Linked DNA regions of Oryctolagus cuniculus: region 1 is linked to region 2. The links are chromatin contacts, called in public Micro-C maps. All regions are on one chromosome and are shown on one strand. Each heading gives the region's core, a stretch centred on a gene start, on an enhancer-like site or on the middle of the called end of the contact. The rest is flanking DNA. Distances are from core to core; before and after follow the strand shown. Region 1 holds the start of C5H6orf89 (chromosome 5 C6orf89 homolog). Region 2 overlaps FGD2 (FYVE, RhoGEF and PH domain containing 2).

Region 1 (5,309 bases), core at 1,966-4,465, 120 kb before region 2:
CTAGCATTCAAGGCCTTCTTGGCTTTACCAAACTGACCTTTATAGATTTTTCTTTCTTTTTTTCATAAGTAGCCGTGGCCTTACCCAGATCCACATTCCAAGCTCCCTGATTGTGCTCATGGCTTCCCTCCTTGTGAATCCTCTCCCTCCTAGGCCTGTGCCAAAAATGCCCATTCCCAGTCTCTCTGATGTCTGAAAACCTACAGGCGACATCGAGGCTACTTCTCCCTAAACCCTGAGGACCTGCCAACCCCTAGGCACTAGGGGACAGAGATGTGTCACAGGAGCGCTTGCCCTGAAGAAGCCATCTGGAGGAGGCGGGCAGGAGAACTGCCATTCTGGGGAGTGCAGGGAGGGCTCCCAGCACTTCCTGAGCGCTGGCTGGAGTGTAGCAACCTTGGACGTCAGAACTTCGCTGCAGCGATCCAGAAAATAAATAGGAGTTAACCAGAAGCTGGGAGGAGTTTTTCTCCTTTGTAGATTTGGAGCCCTATAAAGAATTAGAAGAGTCAGAGAGCGTTTCCCAGGCTGTTCTGGAGCAGAGTGTAGAGAGGAGAGGGTGTGGGGAATCCCACAGGAGTCCCAAAGAGTTACAGAGCACCGCTAACCCAAAAAGAGACAGAAAAAGCAAAACAAAAATGGAGTTACTTAAGCTAAGCAAAACTAAAATGGAGTTACTTAAGCTAAGGTCACTTAAGCACCAGGAACTGCCTAGACCATCTGTCAGAACAGACACAGGTGGTGAGGCCTGAGAAGGACTGGGGGACATTACATGATAAGAAGAAGCCAACCGGGGCCGGCATTGTGGTGCAGAGGGTTAATGCCCTGGCCTGAAGCGCCGGCATCCCATATGGGCGCCGGTTCTGGTCCTGGCTGCTCCTCTCCAATCCAGCTCTCTGCTATGGCCTGGGAAAGCAGTAGACCATGGCCCAAATCCTTGGGCCCCTGCACCCGCGTGGGAGACTTGGAAGAAGCTCCTGGCTCCTGGCTTTGCATTGACGCAGTTCCGACCGTTGCGACCATCTAGGGAGTGAACCATCAGATGGAAGACCTCTCTCTCTGCCTCTCCTTCCCTCTCTGTGTAACTCTGACTTTCAAATAAATAAATAAATCTTAAAAAAAAAAAAAAAAAAAAAAAAGAAGAAGCAACCAGCTGGCTACTGCATTACTTTACCCTTACTACTGCACCATGATTGGCCACACCCACAAGATCCCTAAAACATCATTGGTCACACTCAGGCACCAACATCTGGCTGGTGACACCCCAAAGGATGAGCTTGTGATTGGTGACACACCAGGGCACCTTCACCACCCACTTACCCCAGTGGGGGGATAAAAAGGCAAGCCTCACCATGGCTCAGTGCAAGTGTAACTCTGCCTTTCAAATTAATAAATACATCTTTTTAAAATTTTTATTTGAGAGACAGAGAGACAGACAGAGTTCCCATCTACTGACTCCAAACACTCACAGCAGCCTAGGCTGGGCCATGGTGCAGCCAGGAGCCAGGAACTCAATCCAGGTCTCCCACATGGGTGGCAAGGACTCAACCATTTGAGCCATTACCTGCTGCCTCCCCAGGTTCATGACAGGAAGCAGGAAGCAGGAGTGGAACTCTAACTCTGACATGAGATGTGTGCACCCTATCTGGCATTTTAACTACCAGTCCACTCACCCCAAGAAGTTTCTCATTTTAATATAGTTCATGGTATTACATGGTAATTCTCTTACAGAACGTCTCAGTTCTGACTAGCCACATTTCAGTTGCTCAATAGTCACTCCCAGGGAGATGGTACTGGACAAAGCAGCTTTGAAATTTTTTCTCATTAAGGTTTACAATGGGGCCAATGCAGTGGTGTAGTGGGCTAAGCCGCTGCCTGAAGCATGGGCATTCCAAATGAGTGCTGGTTCAAGTCCCGGTTGCTCTACTTCCAATCCAGCTCCAAGCTAATGTGCCTGGGAAAACAGCAGAAGACAGCCTAAGTGCTTGGGCCCCCGCACCCACATGGGAGACCCAGATGAAGCTCCTGATTCCTGGCTTTGACCTGGCCCGGCCCTGGCTGTTGTGGCCATTTGGGGAGTGAACCAGCGGATGGAAGATTCTCTCTCTCTCTCTGTAACTCTGCCTTTCAAATAACTAAAATAAATCTTTTTAAAAAAGGTTTATAATGCACCTAGAATTTATTTTGGAGTATTGCGTAAGTAGGAAGCAGATTTCATTTTTTCTGTATATGGATATCCAGTTGACCCAGCACCATTTGTTGAAAGCATTACCCTTCCTTCGAATCTCTGTCATAGATCAAGTGTCCACATATGTTTGGCTCTGTTTTTGGTCTATTTATACCATTTTATTGATGCAAACACCCCTGCATCATTATCAAACTGCCTTTGTAGCTGTGGAATTATTACTCTGAACGCGTTTGTATTTTGTTTGCAATTTCTTGTAAACAGCAGTTAAAAGCTTTGGCACTACTGACATAGCAGGATAAGGAGAATGGCAGGGTTTGGGTAAAGCCACAGCCTGTGACACCAGCATCCCATTCGAGTCCCAGGTGCTCCACTTCTGATCCAGCTCCCTGCTAACGCACCTGGGAAAGTAGTGGGAAGATGGCCCAAGTCCTTGGGGCCCTGCACCCACGTGGGAGGCCCTGTTGGAGCTCCAGGCTCCTGGCTGCGAGGCCATTTGGGCAGTGAACCAGACTTTCGATCGTTTTCTCTCTCACTCTGCCTTTCATATATTTTAAGAGTCTGGGTTCATGTTCTGACCCCACCGCTCCTCATCTTTGACCCGCCTAGTGTGTATGAGGACTATTTATGTCGCAGGGTTGTTGAAGCGGTTTCACAAATGCCAAGCACACAGTAACGTCCGGCACAGAGTAAGTCCTCCATAATTAGCGGTCAAGTCTCAAGTTGAGTGATTTGTTTGCAGGCCGTTCTCTCAGACTAGGGGCGCCCAGAGGGGCGAGGCGGCTGCACATGTATGTATCCCCCCCATTCTCACCCCTTCATGCCTAACACACTCTGGCACGTAGCAGGGGGCTCGGTAAATGCTTGTGTGGAGCAGACGCCAGCAAGGCCTAACACGACGGAGGAAGAAGAGCCACGCCCCAGAGGGACGCCAGGGGGAGCCAGAACCCGCGTTCCCGCGCGCGTCGCGCCGCCGTTTTCGGCGGAAGCGCGGGGCTGGGGGGGCGGAGCTACCCTGGGGCGCGCGGCCTCGCCCTTGCGGTGGGAGTTGCTTCCGGGTTGCGGTCCCGGAAGCAGGAAGTGGTCGGCCCATCCTCCTCGCCCGGCGGCTGCTGTCCCCGAGGCGGGAGGAGCCCGAGGGGGCGCGGGCCCGCATGTGAGTGAGTGGGGCCCGAGACCGGGAGGGGGGAGGCCGGCCGGTGACAGCCTCGCTGCTGTGCCCGTCTGTGACATCCATCCTCGCGCCGCCCCTCCTCTCACCCTGGACTCCAGAGCTGGTGGCTTGTCGGAGCCTCTGGGGGTTTGTGGACTGACAGCATCCCCAGGCGGCGCCCTCGGGGTCGGCTCCCCCAGACCTCTCTGTCTTTGCTTGGCTCCGCCGGGGACGGCCGAACGCGGCCACAGCAGGGCCCAGCACGAGCCGTGTTGGTGAAGTCCAGCTTGCACTGTCCTTTGGATGGCTTCCTCTGTGTGTGTGTGTGTGTGTTTGTGTACACATACGTCGAAAGTAGATTCTCCGGCCCTCTGAAACCTCTTTTCGTAGTCATTGTCAAGGGGGAAGTCCTTTCTTTTCTTTTATCATGGTTCTGTTCTGTGATAAAGCCGACACCTCGGATCTCAGAAAGGAACATGACTTGTGGTGTCTTGACAGGAGTAGATGAGGCGTTTGTACAAGAAAATTCCCCTGTCCCGTGTGCTGTGGTCTTGCGAGATTATTAACCCTGAAGGTCGTGCATTTTCTGAGAGTCCGCATAGCCCTGGTATTCGAGAATATGTCTTTAAAAAAGCGTTAGGTCATCAGTCACCTTGTAATAGATACTGCTCCCGGATGCGTAATATTCTGACTTCTCTGATTGCTCGTTCGGTGGTTCTCATCGAATTTTCTGCAGAGGGCTCTCCCTTAATAAATTCGTTAATTTCCATTGGAGTTCTCACAGTCTCCCAGTGAAGGAATAATATGGCTCTTAAAGTAGCTAAATTCGACTTTGCTATAATGAAGTTTTGCATGGAGATTCGTGTGGCCCAGTGTGTGCCAGAAAGAGGCCCAGTTAGTCCTGTCAGGGCTTAAGGCCGGCCTTGAGTCCCTGTCCCCCCACAGGAGTTCTGTGACACCAAGAAGAAGATCCGAGTACTGATTCCTGCTCACCTAAACTCTCATCAGGCTGATGGCGTTAAAAAGCCTTGAAGTAAAGTGACTAAAGCCTATGTTACAGTCAGTGAGAGCACTTTAGATCCATTCCATAAATTTGTCCAACCTTAATCCAATTTAATATCAGATGAATTTACCTGTCTGCTAGCTTTTTGTTTTGTTATTTTCTCCCTTTATCTCTGCTTTAAAGAAACCCACAATTTAGTGTGGAAGGTAGGGACAGACATGTACTACAAAGGGGTAGAGTTGTATAAGGTTCAAAGGGAAAACTCGAGGTCAGAGTCTTCAAGAGTTCACTTTTTGGACAAAGCTTGGAGAGTTTGACTTTTTAGGCAGAGGAAAAGCTTTTGATTGTACAAAAGCAAAAAGCTGTGAAACAGAAAGGATTAATAGAAAATGAGACTGAACAGATAGGCAGTGACCAGAGCATTTAAGACTACGGTAAGTAATTTGGACTTTATCTTATAACAGTTAAGTATTTAATTTGTCTGGAAATTGGAACAGATGTTTTCTATAACGTTGTAGAATCCTGTTAAAATTTTGGAGTAGACATAATTATCCTGGTTTTATAAATAAACACGCCAAGGCTAATTGTAAGTAGTATCTCAGGGCCACAGAGTACTTAGAGAAATCTAGAATTTGCTTCCAGCTTTTTCTAGCTCCAGCGCCTGTGTTCTTTGCCGTATGCTGAACTGTACTCCAGCAGAGGATGGTGAGCCCTGGAAGGTTTCTAGCGTGAACCAGTAAGTGCTTCAGAAAAACAGCTTGTGGATAGCATAGAGTATGGACTAGAGACAAGAAGCGTAACCGTGTCTTTGGTGGCCCGTGGAGGGATGTTGAGGCCCTTGACTGCCTTTAATGTTGGCAGAGCTAGAGAGGCAACGATGGCTATGAGAATTCTCTAGAAGGTTGAATCATGAGGATTTAGGGACAGTTTCAGTGGTGGGAAAGAGACAGGAAGAAAAGAGGTTTTCC
Region 2 (5,828 bases), core at 3,216-5,715:
ACTTTAAAATCTGTCCAGGGTCAGGTATTCAGCCGAGCAGTGAGGACCCCCATGTCCTTTGTGGGGGAACCTGACTTTGAACCCGGCTCCAGCGCCTGACTCCAGCTCCCTGCCAGGGCAGACCCCAGGGGGCAGTGTGAGGGCTCAAGGAACTGGGTTTAGGTTTATTTGCTTATTTTAAAGATTTATTTGTTTATTTGAAAGGCAGAGTTACAGAGAGGCAGAGGGAGAGAGAGAGAGAGAGGTCTTCCATCTGCTGGTTCACTCCCCAGAAGGCTGCAACAACTGGAGCTGTGCCGATCCAAAGTCAGGAGCCAGGAGCTTCTTCTGGGTCTCCCACGTGGGTGCAGGGGAGCTGACAGGAACCCTGGCAGGCCCCCAGCAGCTCTGCACGCCGCTCGCCGCACTCGTCCCAGGCGGCTGCCTCTCGGCACCTGGAGCCTGCTGGTTCCCCGCCGGCCGCACAGCGCCCTGCCCTGCTCCGCTCCGCGCTCCGTGATTCGCTCTGCCAGGGCTCTGCTGACAGTTGTCAGTTGTCAGCTGCTGCAGACGAGGACTGGCACAGTTTGCCTGCGTGTGACTGTCCCGAGAGTTACCCCATTTTTAAAAGTGGGGGAGCAAGGGGCTGGTGTTGTGGCACAGCCTGCGAGGCCGGCATCCCACGTCAGAGCGCCGGTTCGAGTCCCGGCTGCTCTGCTTCCCAGCCAGCTCCCCAGTGATGCGCCTGGGAAGGCAGCAGAGGGTGGCCCGCATGCTTGGGTCCCCGCCACCCACGTGGGAGACCTGGCTGGAGCTCCTGGCCTTCGGCTTTGGACCGGCTCAGACCGATGTTGGGGAATGAACCAGCACGTGGAAGATCTCTCGGTTTCTTCCTTCCAAATGGATAAATAAATCCTATTAAAAAAAAAAAAAAAAAAGGAGAAACTCTGGGAACGGGTGCGACCTAGCAGGTAAGACACCACGTCCCACATCAGTGTTCCTGGGTCTGTTTCCTGCCAGTGTAGACCTCGGGGGCCCTGTTGATGGCTCAGGCAAGGGTTCTGCACCCCGTGGGAGACCCGGATGGAGTTACCAGCTTTGGCTCGGGTCCAGTCCCAGCACTGAGGGCATTTGGGGCATGAATCAGCGGGTGGGGGCCCTCCTCTCTCTGCTTCTCAAAGAAATAATTTTTTCCTAAACTTGTGAGATGCAAGGCCCTAGCAGACCATTCTAGGTTAAGTGACTTGCTGGGGGCCCCGGGTGTGACGGAACCCTCCTCCACCACCCCCCCACCCCGTGTCAATCACCACGCTGCATGGCCTCCTGCCAAGGCTGCTGCCTCCCTTTGGGGACAGAGCTGCGCTCGGCTTTGTGTGTAGCAGAGCCGTAGCAGAAGAACCTTCTTTTTATTTTAAAGATTCATTTTATTTATTTGAAAGTCAGAGTTACAGAGAGTGGGAGGGAGAGACAGAGACAGAGAGAGACCTTCCGTCTGCTGGTTCACTCCCCAGATGGCCGCAGCAGCCAGGGCTGGGCCAGGCTGAAGCCGGGAGCCAGGAGCCCCATGCAGGTCTCCCATGCGGGTGCCATGGCCCAAGCACTTGAGCCATCATTGCGCCTTCCCAGGCCGCAGCAGGGCTGGGAGGCAGGGCAGCCGGGATTCCAGCAGGCCTGTTCGAAGTGGGAGGCTGGCGTCACGGGTGGCCACCTCACCACCTGTGTCACAACGCTTGCTCCAGAAAGACCTTCTTGCCATCTGCTTGGACAGGTCCACGACGTCCTGGCGCGGCGTCCAGGGGCCGGGGCCGGGGGCAGCTGACATCCGACCAGGCCCATCTTGGCTCTTCCTCCCCCATCCCCCATCCTCATCACCCTGCCCCCAGCCTCCCAGGAGGGAGCTGCAGGCTGGAGCTGGGCCAGGACACCCCCTGCTCTGGCCCCTGGGAGACCCAGCAGGAGGGCACGGCCCCCACTGCTGACTGGGGTCGCCTGGGGTTAGATGCAGGCTGAGGGTGACAAAGGCCAATGGGAGGACACGGCCCAGCCCCCACGCCTGAGCTGAGGCCTCTCAGGAGTGTGGCCCCCACCAGGGGTAGCTGACTGTCCTGAAGTGGCCAGAAAGTCCCAGGGCCCAGGGCACATGCTGGCCTGTCTGCAGGGCCCCTGATGAGGGAGGCTGGGAAAGGCAGATGTAGGCAGAGGCACTGGGAAAGAGCCAGGGATGGACAGACAGGACAAACAGCAGAGCAGTGCACAGTGGTAAAGCGAGGGCCTCCAGGCGGCACATGCTTGGGGTGTGTTAAGGACGTGTGGGCCCCACGGGCACCTGGTTCCTGGCACCTGTCTGTCTCCCGTGGCTGCACAGCACCCTCTGCTGGATGGCACAGGTTTGGCAGGTGCAGAGCTGTCCACCCACGCAAGAACCATTTTCTGAATCTAAAGTTTGGAGGCAGGTTTGGTCTTTGACCACTGGCCCTGACCCCTCCACCCCACCCCACCCTCAGGCCTCCTCCTTCCTGGGTGCCAGGAGGGCCTGGTTTTCTGCTGCTGACTGTCACTGAGCTCAGAACTAGGCTGGGAAGAAGGAGAGAGTGTGGGCACACATACCCAGGAACTCCATGCACAGCTGTGCAGGTTGTGCACTGCACAAGGATATCTCATCTACGAGGTGCCATCTGCAGCAGCTGTAGAATACTGATACCTTCATAGGGAGCCTTGTCCGGCAGATGGCAGTCAAATCTCGTTTCCAGGGAATCTGAATATTATGCGTTTGCCAACAGATGTCAGTATAGGGTTTTGAGAAAGGGTCTTCTTTTCTAATTAGCACAAAGGCCCTGTGTGGAAGAGGAAGGGGCTGGACTGACCCAGACCTACCAGAGTGGCCGACACTGGGCGGGGCAGAGCTGGACGCGTGGTGGGGAGCCGGCGCCTCTCGTGGACCCTCGTGCAGGGGCTCCCCTAGTTCCTCCTTTTCCATCACAAGCACACCTGTCTCCCTATTTCTGGACTTGAGCCCTGGAGATTCCCACTTCTCTGCCCTCTCCCTGACCCAGGGAGTCCCGCCCTCCGCCCCACAGTCGAAGCCTGTTCTCTCCCGGCGGCGTGCGCCCCGGCAGCAGGCCTGGCCAGGAGAGCGGCATTCCCCACCCCTTCCCACCCTTCCCGGGCCTGGGCTCTGGCCCCGCTTTGCCCCCGGCCCACAGCTCACACACAGCTCCCCACACCCCCGCTTTGTACAGCACCGCGCCCTCGGGGCCGCCTTGACAGAGGCCTCCCCGCCACCAGGGGGCAGCAGAGAGGCTCAGGAGTCCGCGGGCTCCGCGGCAACCAAGCCCCGGCCCCAGCCCTCCCCGCAGGTGCTGGGAGGCTGTGTCTGCCCCGGGTTCCCTTCGAGGTCTCTGTGCACGCGGGGCCTGGGAAAGGTCTGGGCACAGGCCGCTGCGGGGGCGGTGGAAGTCCATGCTCTTCCGCCTGGGGGCTGCAGCCCTGAGTTGGGCGCTGTGTGACCCAGGCGGGCCTCTTGCCGTCTCTGAGCCTCCACTGCCTCCCGAGTGCTCTTAAGATTTTTTTCTTTTTTTGCTTTGTGTCACGGACACTTTAAGCCAAAAAAAGGCCCCAGTGAGTCCTCATACAGTCGTGGAGTTTTGAGATGGGGTTTCATTTCTGGTGAGCTCTGTGAGGCACCGTGTGCCACCTCCCCCGGTGCTACTGTTGAGTTCCGTGTACTCCAGGCGCGCCCAGCCACAGGTACCTGGTTCAGGAGGACCAGGAAGGGTGCTGTTGGCACAGCCAGCTGAGCCGCCACTTGTGACGCCGGCATCCCATCCGGGAGCCAGTTCAGTCCCTGCTGCTCCGCTTCCAATCCAGCTCCCAGCTAATGCGCCTGGGAGGCAGGGAGAGGGGGATGGAGCTCCTGGTCTAACCTCAGCCATTGCAGCCATCTGGGGAGTGAACCAGTGGATGGAAGACCTGTCTCTCTCTCTCTCTCTCTCTCTCTCTCTCTCTCTCTCTCTGTTGCTCTGCCTTTCAAATAAGTAAATCTTTACAAAACAAAAAGCAGGACCCGGGAGGCAGTGAACAGGCCAGGTGCAGCACGGAGCCCGAGCTCACGGCGGCCGTGACCTGCCCTGCAGGTGCGGGCGCTGATGGATCCCGAGTTCCCCCACTCCTTCCTGGTGTCCGGGAAGCAGCGCACCCTGGAGCTACAGGCGCGGTAAGGCCAGGGAGCGGCCCTGGAGAGGCGGGGGCCCGGGAGCGGCCTGCTGCTCCTCACCCGAGCTGCTTTTGCGCAGGTCCCAGGAGGAAATGATTTCCTGGCTACAGGTACGGGGAGGCCCCAGGGCCCCAGGGCTCCGCTCCTCACCCACTGGGGTTGAGGCAGCAGGAGGGTGGGTGCGTGGGTGCAGGGGCGTGGGCGTGTGCACTCTCATACCTGCGCGTGCCCGCAGGCTCCCGGCTCTTCCTAAGGAGTTGTTCTGTGCTGGGCCCCGGGGGCGGGGCAGCCTGGGACGGGCCACTTACCCTGGCTGAGCCCCGGTGTGCACACCTGTCGTCAGCCCACGCGGGCTCAGAACTCAGGCATGTCTGTTGAATGTGCCGACCCCGACGAGCAAAAACCTCTGCCGCCACCCACCCACTTCCCTCCCGCCCTTCCAGGCCTGCCAAGCAGCCATCGACCAAGTAGAAAAGCGCAATGAAACCTTCAAGGCGGCGGTGCAGGGGTCCGAAGGCGGCCTCCAGGAGCCGCAGGTGCACGGAGCCTGTCCCGCCCTCAGCACAGCCGGCTCCCTTTCCAGGCCAGCTCGCGGGGGCGGGAAGCAGCAGTCACCAGGGGTGTTGAAGGGACTGTGTGTGGGGAGGGGGTGAGGATGGGGGCAAAGCCTCCCCATGCCCAGAAGTTTCCTCGGGAGCCCCCCTGCGCAGCACCCCCGGGGGCAGCCTTGGGGCGTGAAAGTAGATGAGCCGCGGAAGACTCGGCGGCCTGGGTTCAGGTCCAGCTCTGACCTGTGCTTTGTGGGGGACTCTGCTGCGTCCCCTCACCTCTCCGCCCCGTTTCCTCCCCCTGTAAGATGGGGAGCCTCCCTCAGATCCCAGGGGAGACCCAGGGAGCCGGGCGCACAGGACCCCCGTGGCAGCAGATGGGCCTCGGAGGGCCGGCCACGCCCCGCTCAACCTGTGCTCACTCCACAGCTGCAGTCCGAGGAGCTGGGCCTCCGGGCGCCGCAGTGGGTCCGCGACAAGATGGTCACCATGTGCATGCGCTGCCGGGAGCCCTTCAACGCCCTCACGCGCCGGCGCCACCACTGCCGCGCGTGCGGCTACGTGAGTGCTCCCGCCGCGCCTGCTGCCCCCGCCCCGCCTACACCCATTCGCCTTGGCCTCCACCTGCCCCGCCCGGGCCTCAGCCCTCCCTCCTGGCTGGCCCATTGCGCCCTCACAGTACGCTCCCATTTCACAGACGGCGCCCCACCCCCCATGGCAGACCCTGTTCACCCACCTGCTCCTGTTGCCCCGTCCCCTGGGCTCCAGACCCTAGTTTAGGAAGGGGTGTCCAGTTCCTTCCAGGCCTTGGCCCTGCCACCCCCCATGGTCCTCTCTGGGCTAGCTGCCCCCTCCTGCGCTGGCGTGGCCTCAGCACGCTGGCTCCTGGTGGCCCTGTTGCTCACCCCCAACCCTTGCAGGTCTTGCTCTGCTCCTCAGGCACCTGCTGCACTTGGGCTGCTCTGCTGACACTGCCCGCCCCCTCCCCAATTTACTCTGCGATCAGCCCTTTGCAAGCTCAGTCATCAGTGAGGCAGCCTCCAGGGACCAGGCGGAGGCCAGGTGACAGGTTGGGGCCAGTCAGGGAG

Evidence for each region. A called contact is a pair of places that touch in the nucleus more often than the background predicts.
Region 1: a Micro-C map of ear pinna shows a contact between it and region 2, with 13 times the contacts expected there. The contact joins the promoter of C5H6orf89 here to the enhancer-like site in region 2. A contact is called at or near these places in 6 of 6 Hi-C or Micro-C datasets (ear pinna, embryonic fibroblasts, liver and 3 more).

What each region holds. Positions count from the first base shown.
Region 1 is chr5:132,729,591-132,734,899 of mOryCun1.1, reverse strand. C5H6orf89 (chromosome 5 C6orf89 homolog) reads left to right here and starts at 3,215. Exons shown (of 8, transcript XM_070074136.1): 1 at 3,215-3,341. The coding sequence starts at 3,340.
Region 2 is chr5:132,609,343-132,615,170 of mOryCun1.1, reverse strand. It overlaps FGD2 (FYVE, RhoGEF and PH domain containing 2), which reads left to right. Exons shown (of 16, transcript XM_051854797.2): 10 at 4,113-4,192; 11 at 4,272-4,302; 12 at 4,636-4,728; 13 at 5,170-5,301. Among named protein-coding and RNA genes, the nearest start is that of FGD2, 14 kb to the left of the region's middle. Within about 2 kb of position 4,465, at least 1 of the 8 cell types and tissues checked has an H3K27ac peak or open chromatin away from gene starts, as enhancers often do.